Regions from separate parts of the Mus musculus genome. Here all the other regions are linked to region 3. Evidence: chromatin contacts called from public promoter capture Hi-C data. All regions are on one chromosome and are shown on one strand. The core of a region is the stretch at or near the end of the contact, and the rest is flanking DNA. Distances in the headings are between cores, read along the strand shown. Region 1 holds the start of Ppp1ca (protein phosphatase 1 catalytic subunit alpha). Region 2 holds the start of Rps6kb2 (ribosomal protein S6 kinase, polypeptide 2). Region 3 holds the start of Rnaseh2c (ribonuclease H2, subunit C). Region 4 holds the start of Pcx (pyruvate carboxylase).

Evidence for each region. Promoter capture Hi-C pulls out the DNA fragments that hold promoters and counts their contacts.
Region 1: a contact with region 3 is called in a promoter capture Hi-C map of liver, with 6 times the contacts expected there. A contact is called at or near these places in 2 of 39 promoter capture datasets (both in liver) and 1 of 9 other capture datasets (adipose tissue).
Region 2: a promoter capture Hi-C map of liver shows a contact between it and region 3, with 4 times the contacts expected there. A contact is called at or near these places in 1 of 39 promoter capture datasets (liver) and 1 of 130 datasets of targeted methods (pancreatic cancer cells).
Region 4: a contact with region 3 is called in a promoter capture Hi-C map of liver, with 3 times the contacts expected there. A contact is called at or near these places in 1 of 39 promoter capture datasets (liver) and 1 of 130 datasets of targeted methods (large pre-B cells).

The regions. Positions count from the first base shown.
Region 1 is chr19:4,190,481-4,193,733 of GRCm38.p6, forward strand. It overlaps Ppp1ca (protein phosphatase 1 catalytic subunit alpha), which reads left to right and starts at 1,694. Exons shown (of 7, transcript NM_031868.2): 1 at 1,694-1,791; 2 at 2,265-2,396; 3 at 2,542-2,772. The coding sequence starts at 1,737. Tbc1d10c (TBC1 domain family, member 10c) reads right to left here and starts at 567. Exons shown (of 10, transcript NM_178650.3): 1 at 539-567; 2 at 184-355. The coding sequence starts at 329.
Region 2 is chr19:4,162,051-4,165,691 of GRCm38.p6, forward strand. Rps6kb2 (ribosomal protein S6 kinase, polypeptide 2) reads right to left here and starts at 1,333. Exons shown (of 15, transcript NM_021485.3): 1 at 1,118-1,333; 2 at 772-812; 3 at 553-673; 4 at 210-278. The coding sequence starts at 1,195. It overlaps Carns1 (carnosine synthase 1), which reads right to left. Exons shown (of 10, transcript NM_134148.2): 10 at 2,274-3,641. The coding sequence ends at 3,288.
Region 3 is chr19:5,600,400-5,603,888 of GRCm38.p6, forward strand. Rnaseh2c (ribonuclease H2, subunit C) reads left to right here and starts at 1,474. Exons shown (of 4, transcript NM_026616.2): 1 at 1,474-1,681; 2 at 1,794-1,975; 3 at 2,051-2,170; 4 at 2,425-2,560. The coding sequence starts at 1,510. The coding sequence ends at 2,451. Kat5 (K(lysine) acetyltransferase 5) reads right to left here. Exons shown (of 14, transcript NM_178637.2): 12 at 3,431-3,489; 13 at 3,235-3,316; 14 at 2,615-3,153. The coding sequence ends at 3,019.
Region 4 is chr19:4,592,851-4,596,491 of GRCm38.p6, forward strand. It overlaps Pcx (pyruvate carboxylase), which reads left to right and starts at 1,469. Exons shown (of 20, transcript NM_008797.3): 1 at 1,469-1,592.

The DNA.
Region 1 (3,253 bases), core at 444-2,943, 1.4 Mb before region 3:
AAGGGAAAGGATGTTCAGCTTTAGGGGAAGGTACAGATCGTCAGAGGATAAAGAGATAAAGCACACCCCACCCCCACCCCCACCCCACCACGCGGAACCGAGCAGTGACACCAGCAGCTGAGTTTTGGGCTAGTGTCCTCAGTCTCTGGACCCTACTCTCTCCCCTACCCATGCCTCACTCACCTCAGTTCACCTGAGTTGCCCCCAATGAAGCCATAACGGTCAGCCTGGCGATATGGACTGGGCCCACTCAGCTCTGAGTCAGACCCTAGGGAGCTAGAATCATCCTGTAGTTCTGATAACAAGTCCTCTCCCAGGGCCTGGGCCATTCTGCCCTGGACCCCAGTGTCACAGGCTGCAAGACATACAGAGAGCCAGTGTGAACAGCCAGACTCAGGCTGGGGATTCCAGCCACCAGTCCTCAGTCACAGGGGACTAAGCCCCCTCTTTTGCTGGGGAGTCGGGTAGACCCTGAGACCAAGTCTCTGTGCAGAGCCCCAGCCCCAAGCCTGGCCCCTACCCCAGCAGCCCGGCTCACCTCCTTGCTGCACCTCACCTCTTCTTCTCACTTCCTCCTCAGTCTCAGCTCAGCAGCTTGCTGGGGGCCCCTCCCTGGTGGGGGGACTCCCCCCTTCCTCTGTGAGGTTCTTCCTGCTTGCCCTAGTGCCAGAGCCACGACCTCCTCCCATCCAGAGGATGCTGGGTGTATTGATTCCCTGGCTGGCCCAAATTGAAGATGACAGGCCACCTTCAGTTTTACCAAGTAAAACCAATTTATGGTTCCAATAATAATTATCCTTTAATGTCATCCCACCCCTCCAACCCCCTGCCCCGGGTTTTTTGTTTTGTTTTGTTTTGAGAGTGAAGGGGTAGTGTGAGAACAGGGTCTTATGTAGCCCAGACAGGAGATGACCCTGAACTTCTGATCCTCCTGTGTCCAGACTCCTGAGTGCAGGAATTTCAGGCACTGGAATTATAGGTTTACGACACCAAGCCTACTTTAATGTTCCTTCCAGAGCCGGAGCTGGAACCTCAGGCCTTGCACATGCTAGACAAGTCCAAGTACTCTACAAAGGACTTACAACATGAACGAGATACAACGTATTACATCACTTATGGAAAAAAAATGGACGTAGCAGGCACCAAGGCAACCTGGACCAAAACACTGCTTAGAGTTCAGTAGCAGGTGTTCATGGGTCTGGCCATAAAGATGGAGGTGAATGTGAGGCTCCGGAGGTCTGGAGCCCACTCTCAGTATCATTAAGCCTTAGTTTCTTTTTCTGCACTTCGAGGAATTTATTTAGTGTTTGAGAAGTCAGCGATTAACATGCTCATACCACAGTCCCACGCAGGGCTGGGGTGGGAGAGACTTGGAAAGAGAAAAACAATTCCTACAGTACTTCCGGCCCTAACTCATCTGAACGCGGCAGGGCGATTCCTCCAGGGTGGAGCCGACCTAACCCCGCCCTACCGAACCCCGGCTCACCACCCCTGCCAGCCCCGCCCGCTCGCCCGAGGCCCTCTCGGGCTGCGGAGCTTCCCGTCCAGGGGAGGCGCTAGAGAGCGGGGAACTACGGACGCGGCAGGGCGGGGCGGGGCGGTCGACCGAAGAGGAGGGGCGGCGGGCCGGGGGCGGGCTGGGGAGGGCGGAAGGAGAGCCAGGCCGGAAGGAGGCTGTAAGAGGGCGGGAGGCAGGAGAGGGCCCGGAGCTGGTGGGCCGGAGCGGCGGCGCCGCCATGTCCGACAGCGAGAAGCTCAACCTGGACTCCATCATCGGGCGCCTGCTGGAAGGTGGGCAGGGGTAGGGAAGGTGCGCTCGCGCCGAGCCCGGGCCCCTCGCCGTCTGGAAGTGGCGCGCGGGCGGCCCGCCGCTCCCGGGGGCTAGCGTCGCTTGGGCGGGGACAGGCCGTGAGGATCCATGGCCACGGCACCCCCCCCCCCCGCGGGCGCCTGGGCTTTGGAGCGCGCTCAGAGGCCGGGGGTGCACGAGTGCCCGGGACTCAGGGTGAGGCTCCTGCGAAGCTAGCTGGGAAGGGATCCCGAAGCGAGGAAGCTTCGGCTGACAGGCTGCTGAGCACAGGCGTTTCTCTGGAGGCCCTCCGGGTGGCTAAGGGGTCGGATCTTGCCTTTGAAGGCCTGACGCAAAGGTTTCGGGGTGAGGGGGTGGGGGCTCACTTGCAACAGTTGCCCCTGTTAGGGGGGCGCGACACCTACCCTCGTCCGGTCTGCGAGGTCAGGGTCCCAAGACCCTATTCCGTACTCAGTGCAGGGCTCACGGCCTGGGAAGAACGTGCAGCTGACAGAGAACGAGATCCGTGGTCTGTGCCTCAAATCCCGGGAGATTTTCCTGAGCCAGCCCATTCTTCTGGAGCTTGAGGCGCCCCTCAAGATCTGTGGTAAATCCTTGCACAGAACCCTTTTGCTTCCTGAAAATAGCCCCTACTCGTGCCCCATTAACCGTGTTCCTCCACCCTTTAACCTATTGCTGGCCCTGGGGTCAAGTTTACATCTTGCACCTACCTAGTTTTCTCTGGTTCCCAGGTGACATCCATGGCCAGTACTATGACCTTCTACGGCTGTTTGAGTATGGTGGCTTCCCTCCAGAGAGCAACTACCTCTTCTTGGGGGATTATGTAGATCGGGGCAAGCAGTCTTTGGAGACCATCTGCCTGTTGCTGGCCTATAAGATCAGATACCCGGAGAATTTCTTTCTACTTCGTGGGAACCATGAGTGTGCCAGCATCAACCGCATTTATGGCTTCTATGATGAATGTAAGTGCTTTGAATGTTGCTGTCTGCCCAGAACTACATTCCCTGCTCTTCATGGGCCCCCTACATTGGTCTAGTGCCAAAAGACCCCCAATGATGAGCCCTGTAGGGCCCCAGCAACACGTCTGTCGTCCTTGGCGCTCAGGAGGGGCCTGGTGAATGGATGTACATGCAGGGCTGCCCATTTGCTAAAGCCACAGCCCTGCCTGATGACACCCCCTTCTAGTACATTCCTTAGTAAACATTTAGGATGCCTGTATGAATAAAACAGACCCACTCCTGGTTTGGCCTCATCCATGGGACCAGAGTGGGTACCACCATCATGGTTGGGCCAGACGAGTTCAGGTGTTGGAATTCTGGAAGGTAGATGAGGGTAGAGCAAAGAGAAGAATGTAAGCTTTCTTTGCTTTTCGGTCTTTTTTTCTCAGCTTTGTCCCTGGATGGGTGCACAGAAACCTAGACTGGGGTTGGGGGTTGGGGGTGT
Region 2 (3,641 bases), core at 83-2,582, 1.4 Mb before region 3:
CAATCAAAGCTTGCCATATGTGCCCTAGCAGGCCAGCTTCTTCCATCCAAGAATTACTCCAAAATCGTATGTATGACAATAGATGCTAAGTCAGCAAGTGTCAAGATAAGGACTGTCTTTATCATGTTTCCGGCTGTCTTCCCGAGACCTGGCACAGGCTGATGGGGATGGCAGCTACTCTGTCTCTGCTGGCTAAGCGAGTGACTCACCTTCCTTAAGACCTTCATGGCATATATTTTTCCCAAGTTGGTGCCTTGCACTTTTCTCACCTGGAACACCTGTAGGGCAGGGGAGACAGGATTAACTTCTCTGACCACACCCCACCTTCAAGGTTGCCCCACCCTAAAGGGACCAAAAGGTCTAAACTCAGCTTAAGGGTGGAACAGTAAAGATCTCCATCAGATTTTGAAAGGATATGCCCTTCCTTCCCCCAGGTCTCCAGCTCTGAATTCCATCAGAGACTCCGTACATTTACAAGCCTATTGGGTGTGAAGGATAGTATGCTGTCTCAGGCTAGAGCTGAGGTCGCCAGGGAGAGAGGGATGTTAGTACCTTGCCATAGCCCCCCTTGCCCAGTACACTCAGTAGCTCAAAGCAGTGGGGCCCGATGCGCTCAGGACCCAGGTTCACGCTGCTCTCTGTCAGCTCTACTTCTTCATAGTGTCCCACTGTCCTAAAGACAGAATAAGTTAATGAGGGAAAGGCTCTAGTGTACTCCAAGTCCCGACCCCTACTCCATACCCCCACCCCCCAAGCAAGACCCTCACTCACTCCAGGCCAGCAGCCCTTAATTCGCCAAGGGGACACACGTCCTGTGAGAAACCAAGTAATAAGAACCATGGGAGGTGCCAGAATACCTCCTCCCAACCTAGGCTCAACTGCTTGGCCCAGGGGAGAGGACCAAGGATAGAAGACAGGAGCAGGGATGGGGAAAGGTTGGGAAGGAGAGACCAAGGATAGAAAAGGAAAGATTGGGTCCAGGGGCTGGGGCTGGGGTTGGGGTTGGGGCTGGATCTGGGTTTGTAGGGGTCACAAACCACTCAGAGTTGGGAGCGCCAGGGTTTTGGTTAACCAGCCGGGCTCCCGGGTCCAGTCGCGCCCGGAGAGAAACACTCACCGCAGGGCTGAACTCCGGTTCGCCCTCGCCCTCGCTCCCTTCCTCGGTCTCCAAGTCTAAATCAAATACGGCCGCCATGGCCCCGCCGGTCCCGCGGGACCCTTGGCCCGGACCAGGCAGAACTCTGACTGACAGCACCGGGCTGTGCCTACGTCATTTCTCCGCGACAGCAGCCGCTCGCTCTGTTGACGCAATAGCTTCACCCACTCTCAAGTCGAGTGGGAAGAAAAGATGGCGCCTGTCGGAAAGCCTCTCGGGAGTCGTAGTTCCAGACATCTGGACCTCCCATCCTGCAAGCCTTATGAATAGAATAGGCTTTACTAGACCATCTTCCTTGTCGGTTTCTCCTGGGCCAGCTCTCGCCCCGAGCCGCGCGCACAGAGGCTCCCATTTTGACTCTGGAGCAAGTTCAAGATTTAATGGGCAGAATTACAGATGCATGAACGTTTAAGTGGCAACTCCTCAGCCCTTCTTAGTGCTGTGAGCTGCCCAGAAAGAAAACTTGTGTCTGTTCGGTTGTATTAGGGGACAGTAAGCTGTATTAGGGACACTCCATACAACCTCCCTGAAGCTCACAGACCCTGCAGGTCTGACATTTTCTGGGCGACTGCCTGGGCTTTGTTTCAAGGCTCCCTTTCTGAAGGGCTCAACACACCTAAATATGGACTTTTGCTAATGTATGCATACCGAGTATTTGAGCTGCCTAGTTCAGAATAGATATTTTAATAGAATATAGTTGAAAGGATGGATGAGAACTGGCGAGATGGTTCAGCGGGTAAAATCACTTGCCATACAAATGGCAAGTGACTGCTGGGGTTCGATCCCAAACGAAGCCTGTCCATTTCTATTGGAGTCTGTCTGGATAGCTTTTCCATTGCACACGGGATGCCCACTGAGGTATAGGATATGAACTCAGATGAACAAAATTTAGGGGTATCCAGGTCTGCAGAGGGATTACTGCCTGAATATGATTTAGGATTATAATTCAAGAAAAAAAAATCTCAAACATACATGTAGATATAAGGTAAGCCCGTAGCAAAGGTCAACCCTGGGGCCCAGCCAATGGGGTGCTTTCTACCTCTCCCTCCCACTTCCCAGCTCCCCACCTACTGAACCTGGGAGGGGAGCACTAGCTAAAACACTGGACTCCGGATACTTCACTAGTTAACAAGTCTTTATTTAGGTAGGCAGGTTTCAGGAGCTGTCCTCGGCTCCTGAGCAAAGACAGGTGTTTTCAGAGTAGCTAGCTCCCTAAAATGAGGAAAGGTGTACACAGAAGTCCCAGGGCCAAGCTAGCTAGGAATGCCAGAGGCCAAAGCAACAAAGCTGGTAGAGATCGTGTGTGGTGTATGGGAGGCAGGTGTTTAGGAGTCTGAGTGCTGCCTATAAATGAAGATAGAAAGGAGAGAGGACCTGGAGGCTAACTGAGCGTTTAAAACAGTAAACAGAGAAGGTTGGCCTTGGCATTCTGTCTACATCCACTATAATAGGAACTTGGAGGCAGTCTTTTTTTTTTTTTCTCTCTCTGAGCCTGCTTCCTCATCTGTAACATAGGGGCACTAGGGTCTGCCTGAAAGCATGAAGGGAAATGTTTACTCCTAGTGCTGAGCACAGACATTTGCTTCTACTGCTCAGGCCAACAGACACAGTGAAGCACGGCCAGACATTTTCAGCAGGCTCTACAACTGTCCTGGGTTTTGCATAAAGGCTAGTGTGCTAATCTCCCATTTCATGGCCTTTGTCCAAGGCTAGGGGCTGGTGAAGGTTCTCTCCTTGTGTAGGTGACAGGAAGAGCTGGACCTAGGCGGTGGAGGGGTAAGAGAGGAGGAGCCTGGGTTTCACCCACCCCCATCTGGGCTGGGCACTGATGTGCCAGTGAAGAAGCTGCTATTTGTTAGTTCTTTAAAGGCTGGAGTCCTGGGGGTACCTGGGGCTAGATGGAGGCTTTCTGGAAGGCAAGAGGACCCAGCAAATTCCAGATACTTGTTTTATGGTCCTTGAATCCAGAAGACTTTGGTGTCACAATGGCTCTACTGTTCTGGAATAGGCCTGAGTTGTGGTAGCATGCTGACCCTGGGTTGGGGCAAAGTGACAGAGAGAGGGACAGGGAAATATAGCCCCACGGCCCCTCCTCCTGGCACTGCATCCCTGCTGCTCCTTGACCCCAGTGCTATTTGAAATGAGACAGGAAATGGGCAACAGGGTAGTTGGGCCTGTCAATGCCCAAGCCCTGACAGATGCCTAGCAGGCGGTGACAGGCCTCAGCAGGGCTGGGCCCAGCACAGGCCACATTGCAGTAGGGCTCCTCATACTGGCCAGGTATCAGGGCCTCCTCCAGCAGGTTGAGTCGTAATTGCCCCTGGTCATGGAGGGTTTGCAGAGTCTCTCTACTGCTCGGGGAACTCAGCAGCTGTAGGTGCTGGGACACCAGGCACATGATGCCCACTAGGTAGCCACGGGCACGAGGGTGAGCAGGCAAGGCAGGCTGCAGGCCACAGGCCACCATTGTAGAAGCCAGAAGCAA
Region 3 (3,489 bases), core at 224-2,723:
AGATGGCTTGACAATGGGTGTAAGGAGGTACAATATGTGCAGTGTGAGCTGGTGGGGCATGTGCAGTGAGCTGGTGGGGCATGTGCAATGAGCTGGTGGGGCATGTGCAGTGTGAGCTGGTGGGACATGTGCAGTGAGCTGGTGGGACATGTGCAGCGTGAGCTGGTGGGGCATGTGCAGTGAGCTGGTGGGGCATATGCAGTGAGCTGGTAGGACATGTGCAGTGTGAGCTGGTAGGACATGTGCAGTGAGCTGGTGGGGCATGTGCAGTGAGCTGGTGGGGCATGTGCAGTGAGCTGGTGGGGCATGTGCAGTGTGAGCTGGTGGGGCATGTGCAGTGTGAGCTGGTGGGAAATACAGCGCAGCTGGAAGGATTACTTGGAGACCAACAGTGAAATATTATTTGCTGGAATCTCCAAGTCTTAAGGCATGGAGACAGGCCAGGGGCAGTGTGTTTCCCTTGAGGTTTGAGCAGCCAGGCCCTGCCCTCAAGACTTCTCTAATCATTATGTCCAGCCCCACTGGAAATTAACCAGGCCCTGCCTTAAGGAAAAAACAAAACAAAACAAAACAAAACAAAACAAAACAAAACAAGCCAGGCATAGTGGCGCAGGCCTTTGATCCCAGCACAGGAGAGGCAGAGGCAGGCGGATTTCTGAGTTCAAGGCCAGCCAGGTCTACAGAGTGAGTTCCAGGACAACCAGGGCTACACAGAGAAACCCTATCTCAAACAAACGAACAAACAAAGAAAAGAAAAAACAAAACAACAAAACCCACCCAAGATGAAGCCACAGATTGCATCAGTCCCTGAGCTGCCCCAACATCAGGTTGCAAAATCCTTCCATTCTCAGAGCACTCTGGATAGTTCTGCCCCATCTCCAAAACCCTCCTGCTCCGTTCTTTGCTGCTTCTGAGCAGAGACAGCCGCCTTCCCTCCTGTCTCTTTTCCAATAACTCTCTTATGTGAGGTTTGTTGTAGGATGTGATTTCGTAGTATTTTTGGCTCCCAACTGCCAGGATACCTTTCTCCTCAGAGCTGTAACATTTACACTGGTTTTAGAGTCAAGTCAGGGGTCGGGTGTTCTTTCTTTGGCCTTTTTTCCCTACAGGATGGTAGTCCTAGAGCACGTGCTTAATATGTCCAAGGCCCTGAGTCCAATCCTCATCACCACCAAAAATAGTTTGTCAGACAACCTATTTAAATAGGACTCTTCTAGGAATCCGTTCAGTTTTTTGTTGTTGTTTGCTTGCTTTCAAACGACAAAAACCATAAAAATATTAGGGCTGGGTGGGCACGGTGGCGCAAGCTAAACCCCAGCACTGGGAAGTGGAGGCACAAGAATGAGATCACACATAAAGACTTGAGCACAGGAAGGCAGGTGCTTACAGAGAACAGCCAGAGAAAAGACTACGTTTCCCATAAGGCTCTGCATCTAGTGTGCTCGGTCTCCCGACAGGCCCTGCGTTCCTCACCCGCCAGCTTTTGCCTGAACCTTACAAGCTTCTGAGATGAAGAACCCGGAGGAAGCGGCAGACGGGAAACAGCGTATTCACCTGCGCCCTGGCTCGCTGCGTGGTGCCGCACCGGCTAAGCTGCACCTCCTGCCCTGCGACGTTCTAGTCAGCCGGCCGGCCCCGGTAGATCGCTTCTTCACGCCCGCCGTCCGCCACGATGCAGACGGTGAGTCCGAGCAGGCCCCGCGGCTCTCGGGCTTCGTGGCCCGCGGCAGACGCCACCCGTACATCCTCCCGTGGCCAGGCTGGCCTGATGGCTTTGCATGTCCCTCCTGCAGGGCTACAGGCGTCGTTTCGCGGTCGCGGCCTGCGGGGCGAGGAGGTAGCTGTGCCGCCAGGGTTTGCGGGATTCGTGATGGTGACGGAGGAGAAGGGAGAGGGGTTGATAGGGAAACTGAACTTCTCCGGGGACGCGGAGGACAAAGCGGACGAGGCGCAGGAGCCGCTGGAGCGGGACTTCGTGAGCAAAGGGAGATGGTAGGTTTGGGGTGAGGGCAGTAGCTGCTGTCCCGAGTCTCAACCCGGCCTTTTCCAGGACCGCCTTATCGGGGCCACCGGCAGCTTCAGCCATTTCACCTTGTGGGGTCTGGAAACGGTCCCGGGTCCAGATGCCAAAGTGCATAGGGCCCTAGGTTGGCCCAGCCTCGCAGCAGCGGTACGTATACTCAGGAGCCCTTTTCCTCCTCAGACTTGGTCAGTCCTTCTATCCGATTTGAATAGTGTCTCTAGTGATTTGGGGGCTTTAGGGCAATAAACACCACGGGGATCATGGCTCCGGAGGCCCAAACTCCCAGTGGTGGGGGGCATTCCCCACTTTTCTCTTAGACGAGGCTATCACCCTGAGCAGCTGGGTCCCCACCCAACTGCTGTGTATTATAAGTCACAAAGTAGAAGTGACTCCTGTTGCAGATTCACGCCCAGGTCCCTGAGGACTGAGAACCAGATCATGAGAATGACAGTCACAGATCCCTTCTCACCACTTGGAGCGACTGTTTCTATCCCAATAAATGAGATCTTCACAATGCCTGAGTCTGTGGGCACCTTAGCACCCTGAAGCTGCCATTACATGGCACCCAGTTTGGTAAGAACTCCTGATAGCTCTGCCTATATAAACAATTTATTTCTGGGGGCAAGAGGGGCCAGAACTTTGCAACCAGCGCCCACCCCACCCTCCAGCTCCTCCTTTATAAAAGAAATTTTTACAATCACCGGTCCTGTACAGAATGCTCCCCACCCATCTTAATGTACACAGCTGCCTGGATCCCTTTGGTCCACGTGTTCAGAGCGGACCTGGGCCAGTAAGCCAGTTATCCTCGGAGTTGGCCTAGACCTGAGCTTGCCTTGGCACTGGCCACTAGTGGGCCCCTCCTAGGCCTCTTCTCCTCTTGGGTCTGTTCTTCGGCCTGTCTCACTTTGCGTGCCTCTTCGAAGCTCAAATGGGACAAGACAGGGTGCTAGCCATGGTTCGGCCAGCTCTCGTGGTATGGCAATGGGTAGTGTGTGTCACCACTTTCCTCTCTTGCTCCAGTCTTTGGGAGTGAAGTGCAGACACTTGGAGTCAATCCGAAGGAGCCGCTTGAGCATAGCCCGCTCATGCCCATCCACGATGTCTTCTGACAGAGTTAGGATATACTGGCCCTGAGCAAGAGATAGAGCCAGCTCATGTCAGCTCAGAGCCTGCATCCATATCTCATCTATCCCCTGAGCATGCCTCCTAACCTTGTAGTAATTGATGAGGTTGAGATACTGCAGTGTGGAGATGACATCTTCTTTCTTGATACTAGTGATTTCACTGATCTCACTGTGGGGGTGGAAGTGGGGGAAAGTTCAGTCCCCTGAAGATATTCATCTGTCCCCAGAAACCCCAGGAACAGACAGACCAAACCACAACCCCCAGGTGGGCATTTGGGCTCACTTGATGGTGATCTGTGGCCTCTCCCCGCTCTCCGACTTCAGCCCCATCAGGATCTCCAA
Region 4 (3,641 bases), core at 219-2,718, 1.0 Mb before region 3:
TGAAAGCCTGCCCCCCATTCCCACTACTCTCTCTAGCCATGCTATCTTTTGGGATGAGGATGACAGGAGACATCTGGAATAGTGCCAGCCTGAAGGGCTGTAATTGGAAACACCTTCCCAAGAGGCACTGTTGTGAGGAAAGAGGATGGTCACATTAGATTAGGATGCCAGGACAGGTTGGGTCCCCTTTAGTACCCAAACGAGGAATTCTGGGGGGCTTGGAGGGTACCACACTATTCAGTGCCCACCCAAGGTCTTCCTACCACCCTAGGTGCTCTGCTTCTCTCTCACCTGACCCCCAGGCTCTATGATACCCCTGAGCTCTCTCACCTGACCCCCAGGCTCTATGATACCCCTGAGCTCTCTCACCTGACCCCCAAGCTCTATGATACCCCTGAGCTCTCTCACCTGGCCCCCAAGCTCTATGATACCCCTGAGCTCTCTCACCTGACCCCCAGGCTCTATGATACCCCTGAGCTCTCTCACCTGACCCCCAGGCTCTATGATACCCCTGAGCTCTCTCACCTGGCCCCCAAGCTCTATGATACCCCTGAGCTCTCTCACCTGACCCCCAGGCTCTATGATACCCCTGAGCTCTCTCACCTGACCCCCAGGCTCTATGATACCCCTGAGCTCTCTCACCTGACCCCCAGGCTCTATGATACCCCTGAGCTCTCTCACCTGGCCCCCAAGCTCTATGATACCCCCTGAGCTGTGCAGACGGTTCTGTCCCTTCAGCTTTGAGAATTTGCTGAGACTCAGGTGCAACTTGGTCAACCTTATCACTGGAGTTATCTCAGACCCTGGAACTCAACACTCCGTTGGCTGTCACAACATCTGTGGGGCCCTAAGGGGACCCAGTGGGTCCACAGCTGTCCTGCGGCTGGATCTCTCTGGCTGATCATGATTTTAAAAGTTCCTGAGTGTAGGCCTGTGAGGGCAGTGGGATTCATTCAGTGAGGGAAAGGCTAGATCAGCTATGGAGATGCTTAGGAACAAGGTGGTATGTTCTCTTGTCTGTGACGGCCTTGTCTTGTGTCTGGCAGTGCATTGAATTAGGGGAGAGGCTGGTTGCAGCACAGGCCTCCTGTGACTGTAGTAGTGAACCAGCCTTCAGGCTAATGTGACCCTTGCCCTCCATCATGCCTGGCACAGTCCCTACCAAGCAGCCTGTCTAGGTACCATTCTACTTTCTGAGTGACATTTTTATGCCTTGAACTTCAAGTGGCAGTATGTCCAAAATCCACCACAAAAGTCTGCAGCTGCTTTCTAGCAGGTATTGTCTTGTAATTCTGTGTATTCCTGAGGGCCCAGGGAACAGGCTCTAGGCCACTGCTCATCTACTTTCTGCATGACCCACTGCCCCGCCTCTCTGGCCCGGCCCTCCTAGGCAGCCAGTGGCCCATGATGGCCTCAGGAGGCGGCGCCCCTTCCCCTGATTTCAGCCTTGGCTACAGCCCAGGCCTCCAGCAGTCTAGTGCTGGAGAACTTTGTATTCTGGGGCCAATGACCTCGGGTGGAGCAGTTACTGCCTGTGGATCCTCTATCACGTCCTCTGTGTGCAGCACACCTAGGTGCTTGGCTGGTACAAGGTAATTGTTCCAGAGCAGGTATGGCTCTATAAATCTGAATCAACTGCTAGGCTAGGGTTTTACATGTGATGAAAGCATGCTAGCTTTCAATTGGGATTGCTAGAGGACTAGTCTCTCTCTCTCTCTCTCTCTCTCTCTCTCTCTCTCTCTCACTCGCTCTGTATGTGTGCGACAGTGTGTGTCTCCTTCTCTGTCTCTTTCTGTGTGCCTCTGTCTCTCTGTCTCTGTCTCTTGTCTCTCTCTCTCTGTGTATGTGTGTTGGTGGCTGGTACAAGGTAATTGTTCCAGAGCAGGTATGGCCCTATAAATCTTAATCAACTGCTAGGCTAGGTTTTTACATGTGATGAAAGCATGCTCTGTGCTAGAGGACTAGTCTGTCTGTCTGTCTGTCTGTCTCTCTCTGTCTGTCTGTCTCTCTCTCTCTCTCTGTGTCTGTCTCTTTTTGTGTGTATGTGTTGGTATGACTCATATCAATATCCTACTCAGAAAACCTTGGAGGGATTGGTATATAGCAGACTTCATGCTACCTCTATACAGAGAAAGGCTTTGATGGAGGGCCTTGGGGCAGTTAGCAAGAGGACCTTGGTGTATATACATGCATGTGTGAACATGTATGTATGTATATGTATGTGTATGTGTATGTGTATGTGTATGTGTATGTATATGTATATGTATATGTATATGTATATGTATATGTATAGGGATGCTGGTGTGATCTGTATAGGGCTTTGGGGAGATTGGGAATATTTCTTCTATATCCCTCCATTCATGTGGGAGGAGAAAAGACAGTGAGAAAGAGTGACAACAGCTGGCATTCATTACCAAGATTTAGTACTTTCAGGTCTCTGTCTCAGTTGGTCCGGGAATGATCTATCTGGGCTAGAAGTGGCACCTGAATTTACAGATGAGGAAACTGGGCTTCAGAGCTGCCAAACCACAGTACTAGGAAAAAAAGAGAGCTAGGCCTAGGCAGGCAGGCAGGCATAGTGCAGGCTAACATTGGGCCTCCTGGCCCCACCAGCTCTAGTGGTGGTGGCTGCTCCCACTTGCCTCTGCTCTGACTCCATCCAAAAGGGCCTTGCCATTTTCTGCCTGTAATTTTGTGCAGGTTTGCTGCCAGCCCTGGCTTCTGCTCTCCAGTAGCTGGTCTCTCAGGACTTACCTTCAGGTCTGCTTTTGCTGCCCTTTTCAGGGATATGAGGGCTGAGAGGGGCTTCTTTCTCTTCACAGTGTTCTTGGCCCCAGGTTCTTTGTGGATTGGGATTGCCAAGGAGTCACTGGGCCACCAAGATCATTTATGGGGAATCACATCAAGTCTCTCTCTCTCTCTCTCTCTCTCTCTCTCTCTCTCTCTCTCTCTCACACACACACACACACACACACACACATTCTGTGGGGTTAGCCTTCCAGGAACTCACCTGATGCCAATCCAAGGAAGACTCCTTATCTCGAGAGGGGAATGGGGAGCCTGTGTGATGAGAGAGGGGCAGGGCAGCAAACTCACCTGTTTACTCAAAGGATGAGAGTCAAGTGCTCAAGTGGTGGCGAGTGATTATCAAGAAACAATCTTCTATGTAGTTCAGCCTTGCACTTAAGATTGATCTCCTGCCTCAGCCTACCAAGAACTGGTATTACAAGTGTATTTTACATTTATTTATTTTTGGTGAGGAGTGGACATGAGTACCACATTGTGTTTGTTGAGGTTCTCTCTTCCCACCATGTGGGTTCTGGGATTAAACTCAGGTCATCAAATTTGGCAACAAGCACTTTTACCAGCTGAGTTATCTCGACAGCCCATTTTCTTTTCTAAATGTGCCCCCAGCCTGGTCCTGAGCCAGCAGCAGTTTAACCTGTTGTCCTGGAACATATCTTGGAGCAGGCAGTCAATATGAGTGAATGATAAGCCAGACTTGTCTGAAGTGGAGAATTTTGACAAATTAAAATTGAAGAAAACTAATAATGAAGAAAAAAAAATACTTCCCAGTCAAAGAAAACTAAACGGAAGGAGAGAGTGTTAAAGGATGGTGAAGTGGGGATCTCCTTCAACAG